Regions from separate parts of the Pan troglodytes genome. Here region 2 is linked to region 1. Evidence: chromatin contacts called from public HiChIP or PLAC-seq data. All regions are on one chromosome and are shown on one strand. Each heading gives the region's core, a stretch centred on a gene start, on an enhancer-like site or on the middle of the called end of the contact. The rest is flanking DNA. Distances are from core to core; before and after follow the strand shown. Region 1 holds the start of DKK2 (dickkopf WNT signaling pathway inhibitor 2). Region 2 holds the start of PAPSS1 (3'-phosphoadenosine 5'-phosphosulfate synthase 1).

Region 1 (3,812 bases), core at 281-2,780:
ATCCCCGTTTGCTTGTGTATTAAAAAAAAAATCTGAAAATGAAGAATTTCAGGGCAGACAGACTCATAGGTCAGGACTGAGAAATTTGCAAAACTGGAGCTGTCTGGGAGAAAATAGCTCTAAATCCACACTTTAGAACTCTGCGTTGTTTGGGGGGAAAATAAGAGTCACCAACGTTCTCACTTAGCGACAAGTTTAATTCGTACTCATGGACATGCGCCAGAATCAGGTGTGAAAGCTGTGAAATCTAGGTCCAAAAATTCTGAAGAGGATGCTGCTTGTATCCTCCCCTGGCGGCTAGCTGCCTTCTAACTTCAAGTTGTGGCTCAATGCTTGGATTTCTCTGCTCCTGGACATTAGTGTCTGCGAAGCAGAAATGCAACAACTTTCGAACAATCCCTTGCTTTGCTTGGAAAGTCTCGCACTTAGCCACCAGACATCACCGAACTCAGCGCTTGTCTCCTGCAGCACTTCCGTGGCTCGCTGAACGGCTGCCACTGGCGCCCCCAAGCGCCAGCGCGTCCCAGTCGTTCCCGGAGCAGCCTTCGACCTTCGGCCGAAGGGAATTGGACCTGGAGAGACCTGGGGGCTGACAGGAATGGCTTCTCTTGTAATTCCCAGGGGCTAGAAGGCAGGAAGCCAAGGAAGACAGGATCTCAAAGGCTCCCTGCCCCCGTTCATTCCTATCTGGGATTTCCTTTTCGCAAAAAGAGCAGTTGCCTGGCATGGTAAAGATGCTCAATCGAGCTGTGAGGTCCAAACCCTTGGAGCGTACCCAGAGCATCCCCTTCTTCCCAGTCCCTCAGAGACATAGACATATTCTACGAGGGCGGCGGGGCCCGGGGTTCCGAAGGAGGAGACTAAAAAGACCCAAATCGAATAGGCTCATCTTTTCCCCTCTTTGGTCTGCCCCTTTCCTTCCAGACCCTCTATCCGGATCATTGGCCACCCCCTGGCGCACCTATGTGGCTCCAGCTTCACACACTCCCTGGGAGGCACAGTCTAAAACCAAACGTGAGCGCACAAAGAACACAATACTAATGAGCAGATGCGCAGATGCTCACTTCTCTAAAGCTTCCATAGGGCTTTTCCAGCTCTCCTCGCGGAGTCAGGGGCTGAAGATGGGTGGGAAGATCTAAGAAAGGGTGGCAGCGATCAAGTGGTGTCAGCTTGCCCCACTCCGTTTCCACCTTTGGTCTCTGCCTGTTTCCAAAGACCCCTCCAACCGCTGGAGTTGTTGTCAGGAATTAGGAGCCCCTATGTTCCATTCACCTCATGGAAAAGCTAGATCCCCCTTTTCCAGTAGTTGTGGGTGGAGACAGAGCGGGAGGATGAGGAGGAGGAAAAGCTGGAGTGAAAGCCGCAGAAGGAGAAGCAGCACGCAGAGAGGAGGGGGGCGGAAGCGGTGGGGAGTGAGAGAAAAGTTTTCACTCTTTGTCACTCTTGAATTGGGGGCGGAGGTAAAAAAAAAAAAAAAAAAAAAGGCCTCACTGTGGGAAGCTATAAAAAGCAAAAAGGACGGGGGAGAGAGCAGAGAGAGAGAAAGCGGGAGCCCGCGGCGAGCGTAGCGCAAGTCCGCTCCCTAGGCATCGCTGCGCTGGCAGCGGTTCGCTGTCTCTTGTGAGTCAGGGGACAACGCTTCGGGGCAACTGTGAGTGCGCGTGTGGGGGACCTCGATTCTCTTCAGATCTCGAGGATTCGGTCCGAGGACGTCTCCTGATCCCCTACTAAAGCGCCTGCTAACTTTGAAAAGGAGCACTGTGTCCTGCAAAGTTTGACACATAAAGGATAGGAAAAGAGAGGAGAGAAAAGCAACTGAGTTGAAGGAGAAGGAGCTGATGCGGGCCTCCTGATCAATTAAGAGGAGAGTTAAACCGCCGAGATCCCGGTGGGACCAAGGAGGTGCGGGGCAAGAAGGAACGGAAGCGGTGCGATCCACAGGGCTGGGTTTTCTTGCACCTTGGGTCACGCCTCCTTGGCGAGAAAGCGCCTCGCCTTTGATTGCTTCCAGTTATTGCAGAACTTCCTGTCCTGGTGGAGAAGCGGTTCTCGCTTGGGTTCCGCTAATTTCTGTCCTGAGGCGTGAGACTGAGTTCATAGGGTCCTGGGTCCCCGAACCAGGAAGGGTTGAGGGAACACAATCTGCAAGCCCCCGCGCCCCAAGTGAGGGGCCCCGTGTTGTGGTCCTCCCTCCCTTTGCATTCCCACCCCTCCGGGCTTTGCGTCTTCCTGGGGACCCCCTCGCCGGGAGATGGCCGCGTTGATGCGGTGCAAGGATTCGTCCTGCTGCCTGCTCCTACTGGCCGCGGTGCTGATGGTGGAGAGCTCACAGATCGGCAGTTCGCGGGCCAAACTCAACTCCATCAAGTCCTCTCTGGGCGGGGAGACGCCTGGTCAGGCTGGCAATCGATCTGCGGGCATGTACCAAGGACTGGCATTCGGCGGCAGTAAGAAAGGCAAAAACCTGGGGCAGGTAGGAAAACCCCCAAACACATTCTTCAGACAGAAGAGGCAGGGGCCAGCTCTCTTGGGCTAGCGGTTTGCCATTGCATCCTGCAACATTCGGAGCGTGGCCCCAGATATAGAGAACAGGCGGCTGGGGAGGGATTCACCGAACAGGGTCTGCGTGGGCGGGGGGTGTCTGGGTGGCTGCTGGTCCTGCACTGCACAGAGTCAAAGGGTTAGGATTCTGTCTCGCCTTTGCCCTGGGGCGTGGGCACGTATCAAGATCTAGTGCTTTCCTGTGGAGAAAGTGGTCAGGATGGTCCTTCCATTTAACACTGTGATGCAACTGATGAAGATGTTAATAGCATTTAACCTATAGCACCTAATAACGTGCCAGGCACAGTTCTAAGCGTTTTACATATTCACTCATTTAATCTTCACAACTCTGTGAGCTAGGTGCTGTTGCTTTCCCATTCTGCTAATGAAGTAATTGAGGCACGGATTGACTAACGATTTGCCCAAGGCACACAGCTAGTATAAGTGGCAGAGCGGGATTTCAGTCTAGACATTGAGATACTGGGCGTCTAACCATTATATTTTACAATCTGGAGGGGACATTACTCCTTTTCAGGGTCTCCTTCCCTCCCAACCACTTACTCTCTTCAAAGAAGTAAGGTCACAGACAAAACAACTCCAGTAGACGCGCATTTCTCACTCACGCAGAATTGTACATAAATCACCCGGAAGGAAGCAAAATGATGAGATGACAATGACAGCGTCGTAGGCGCCAGCGATACAGCAGGACACTGAAGGCGTTTTTGAGAGAGGGAACTTTCCGCAGGCGCCTCTGTCTCTGTCATACAGATAGATTGAAAGCCACTTGCAAACAGTTATACAAATAAACACGCACAGAGACGAGCGCGCACACTCGGTACCAGTTGTGGCTGGCGCGCTGTGGCCAGGAGAGGGGGCTCTGTGGGCACTGGGAATCATGACAGCTCCCCCTTCCGCTCCTTTTGTGGGAAGCCAAAACTGAGAAAGCCATTTTGCCAATGGCACACGCACCTCGCACAACACAAGTGTCAACCCCTGGCAGCGGCCCACGCCCCAGAGATCCGAGTTTCCTTGGAACCGACTGATGCTGCTGTTTTGCGCTCTCTCGGTGTCCTCCGCCGCCCCTGTCCACAGCGCAGCCAGCCGGGTGAAGGTTGGTTGAGAGGGCCGAGCCATTCTGGGATGGACAGAGAGACAAGACCCGGGCTTGGCCCCCTACTGCCCTCTCACGGGGACAATTTTGCAGTTTTGCTAGTTTTGCAGTTCCAGAACTCTTCCCAGAGCTTTGAAGTGTGAACCATTTCAGCTATCCT
Region 2 (3,787 bases), core at 1,162-3,661, 690 kb before region 1:
TATGTATATATCCTATTAGTTCTGTCCCTCTAAGGGAACCCTGACTAATACAGAGGATCATTGTCTTTATCCATTATTTCAGTAGAAAATGAAAAGTGGTGATATTAAAATGATATCATTTCTTCTTTATTTATTAGTGGTACTTCTGTAAAGAGAAACTTCTCCTTATCAATTTTTTGGGTCCCAGACAGTCCAGGGAAAGCAGAGTAAATGCTTAATTCATCCCGTTTACTTACCAGTTTTCAAAATAATGAGTTGGTTTCCTAGCATTCTCTAAGAGTGACAATAAATTTAAAAAAAATCATCATCATTACAAACACCTAGATTTAAACATATTTGATATATTTTAATATTTTGTAGTTCTAGTCCATTTAGTGCTTTAATTCTCCCATCTTTGACATGGAAAAATTTCTTTAAATTGGTTTCTGAGTCCTTTTGACATAATCCGAGTAGCTTTTGATAGCTTTTTGTTATGTTTCCTGTTTGATGTTTCTGGCTCATTTGCATGACCCATATCTGGAATCATGAATTTGGATGGACAGTATCAATGTAAACTTATGATATATTTTACCTTAAAAAAAAGTCTTTTACTAGAAATAAGGTCAAACTCACAGCAGTGAGCACTCCTAGAGCCAGATCGTTATATCTAAATACCATTTCCCTCTAATAAGAACCAGAACTCAGAGCAATGGCTAACTTCAGATGTGGCCCTATTTTCTCATATGAAGCTTGAGATCTTCTTCCAAGCTCATTCTTGTTATTGGCAGAATTTGAAATTATATTGAAATTCAGTTCTATGTATGAACCCCAGATTGAAATTCCCTAAAAAAAAGCTGAAGGGAACCATTCACATTTTAAGTAGTCAAGTAACAAGATCAGATTTCTGTTTCAGAAATACCGCTCTGACAGCAGGTGCAAGAATGGGGTGTGTGGCGGGGGTGTGGAGAGCGGCTGCACAGCTGGGAGGATGTCCAGTGAACGGGCTTAATGATAACTCAGGCTGGATATAGGGGAGGCCTAATTTAAGACAGTAGCAGTGGGGTAAATAGATGGAGGGCTGATTTGCTAGTCACTAACAGGCAGCAGCCTCAGGTCTTGGTGATGGGGGCTGATTTGCTAGTCACTAACAGGCAGCAGCAGCAGCCTCAGGTCTTGGTGATGGGGGCTAATTTGCTAGTCACTAACAGGCAGCAGTCTCAGGTCTTGGTGATGGGCGGGGTCAGGGGCGGAGGGCGGCTGTGTCACAGAGGGGCAGAGCTGCAAGCAACTCTCTTGGTGCCAGGGGCAAGCTGCGGAAAAGAGAACTCAGAGTTATGGGGGGTGTGGGGAAGATAACTCCTGGAGGAAACTCTGTCATGCCCCCAGCCCATCCTCCTACGAACTAGCCCTGGAATAATTAGGTGAATTTGAAAATGTCCTCCGTAGGCGGGAGTTCTATTCGGGGTTACCTGCGGCCTCCCCGGTCCTGGATTTCAGTCCTCTAGGTATTTCCTGAGTAGCTCTTAATAATACAGAAGCCCCTTTCCGGTGTAGGTGGGTAAGAAGCACTGCACAGAAATCTGATGCGAAGTGGGGCCTCCTAGCGGAGAGGGAGGCACCTTATAAGTAATCACTAATTCAGGTTGAGATATTAATTATTGATGTCAAGAAATCGGGCTTTTATATTTTTTTAAAAACTGTGTCTTGAGGCCAGGCGCTGTCGCTCACGTCTGGAATCCCAGCACTTTGGGAAGCTGAGGCGGGCGGATCATGAGGTCAGGAATTCGAGACCAGCCTGGCCAACATAGTGAAACCCCGTCTCTACTAAAAATACAAAAATTAGCCGGGCGTGGTGGCACACGCCTGTAGTCCCAGCTACTCGGGAGGCTGAGGCAGGAGAATCGCTTGAACCCGGGAGGCAGAGGTTGCGGTGAGCCGAGATCCTACTACTGCACTCCAGCCTGGGCGACAGAGCAAGACTCCGTCTCAAAAAAAAAAAAAAAAAATTGTGTCTTGAGTAGAGTTTTAATGTGGAGAATGAGCTGTTCGGTAAATCAATTCTTCCCTTTGCAAAGCTGTAAAACATTTAAAACATTTGGCCAGGGTGACATGGGCACAGAAGGGGCAGTCAGGAGGCCAGCAGCCAGGTCCGTGGAGGAGTAGCCAGAGGTGCAGGAGGCCGCGTCAGCGTCCTCCCAATCAGCCTCTGCTGAGGGAGAGCCGCGCGCGGCGAGCCGCGCACTCCCCTTGCCTTTCTCCCGGCGGCTGGTACTCGCTCTTAGAGATCTGCGCTAGCTCAGAACTAGGCTCGGTGCCGCAGAGGCACCTGAGGTTCCACGACTGCATTCCAGGCCCCGCCCCTTCATCGGGATCTGGAAGGAGGAGCGCCGTGCGCGCCCGCGCCGGCGCGAGCGCTGAAGCTCCGCCCCCAGTTTCTACCTCCGGTTCTATGCCGGCGTTTCGCCCTTCCCCACAGACCTCTGCCCCGGACCCATTTCCGAGGCGCGCCGCATGCGCCGCGCAACCCAGGCCACGAGCACGGGCGCGTGCGCAAGTCAGCGCGCGCCCGCCCCGACGCGAGGAGGCCCCGCCCTCCAGCCCCGCCCCGCTCGCTGGCCTGCCCTCCTGCTACCCTCCCGGCACAGAGAACCCCGGCTGCTCAGCGCGCTCCGCGGTCATGGAGATCCCCGGGAGCCTGTGCAAGAAAGTCAAGCTGAGCAATAACGCGCAGAACTGGGTAAGTTGGGGAGGAAGGCGAGACGGCGAGGAGCGGAGGGGCTGTGGGAGCAGCTCGTTCCGGAGCCGCCGCCTCTCTCCCGCCTCCTCCGCATCCATCCTTCCAGGAGCGCGGAGGTGGGTTCCGGGGCTGCGGCGCCTCCCGGCTGGGGCCGTGGGTGGTTGCGAGGCAGAGGGGCGCGGCGCAGGGTGGGGGTCTCGCCCTAGCTTGGCGCAGCGTGCGGTCCGAGCCACCGTTCGTGGGAAGAACGCCCCCCCTCCCCAGCGCCTCCGCTCAGGTAAGACCCCCAGGAAAATCCTTCACCCGTGAACTGGCGCTTGCTGAAACCTCCGGGTGCTGAAACCTGCGGCTGCAGAAACAGGAGCTTCCTGCATACCTTGGAGTGGCCTGAAGATCTGCAGAGGAGGCGGAGGCGGGCGCCTTCGACGCGTTCTTGGTTTTTCTTGGCTCTGCCAGTGCGGTTGGCCCAGGTTTGGGTCCATCTCCGTGTCTTTCCATTTCTGAGTTTCAGTGTGAAAGGAGAGTACCCAACAATGTGGTCATTCATGAGTTGAGACTGCCCTGAACTGAGGTTCTTTGTGTCTCTGTGTTAAATCGGAATGTTTAACAAGTAGGAGTTTGAAAGACTCCATTCCTGGTGACAGTCAGGTATGGGACCAGTCCTTTATAACGTTTAGTAACGACTGCCAGTTGACTTTGTAAAGTGCTGTGTCCTCATAACGTTGCTTACTTCCTTAATTTCTCTGTGATGAGAAAGAGCCTTATCTTCCTTTGTAAGTGTGTGGCAGGGAAGGGCCCATCTTTGGAGTCTGGAAAGGCACTGGTTTAAGTTGAGATGGAAATGTTATTTCACAGTCCAATGGAATAATAAGGTTTAAATGCAATGTCTCCCAAAACGTTACTTGCCCTAGATGAATCAAAGAAAAAAAAAAAAAGCAATTTCAGGCAAATGTTCTTTGGAAGTCATTAATATACCACATCTGTTGTTATTGTTATCATGAATTGTTCACTGATTCCTCTCTCCTTTTATTTAACTCTATAGATGGTAAGGAGGGGAAGGAGATTTAAAAG

Evidence for each region. HiChIP or PLAC-seq counts read pairs in DNA pulled down with a chosen protein or histone mark.
Region 2: an H3K4me3 HiChIP or PLAC-seq map of stem cell-derived excitatory neurons shows a contact between it and region 1, with 5 times the contacts expected there. The contact joins the promoter of PAPSS1 here to the promoter of DKK2 in region 1. A contact is called at or near these places in 1 of 7 Hi-C or Micro-C datasets (induced pluripotent stem cells) and 1 of 1 datasets of contacts at active chromatin or transcription factors (stem cell-derived excitatory neurons).

Annotation. Positions count from the first base shown.
Region 1 is chr3:108,487,476-108,491,287 of NHGRI_mPanTro3-v2.0_pri, reverse strand. It overlaps DKK2 (dickkopf WNT signaling pathway inhibitor 2), which reads left to right and starts at 1,530. Exons shown (of 4, transcript XM_001170814.8): 1 at 1,530-2,473. The coding sequence starts at 2,252.
Region 2 is chr3:109,180,114-109,183,900 of NHGRI_mPanTro3-v2.0_pri, reverse strand. PAPSS1 (3'-phosphoadenosine 5'-phosphosulfate synthase 1) reads left to right here and starts at 2,411. Exons shown (of 12, transcript XM_016951973.2): 1 at 2,411-2,716. The coding sequence starts at 2,429.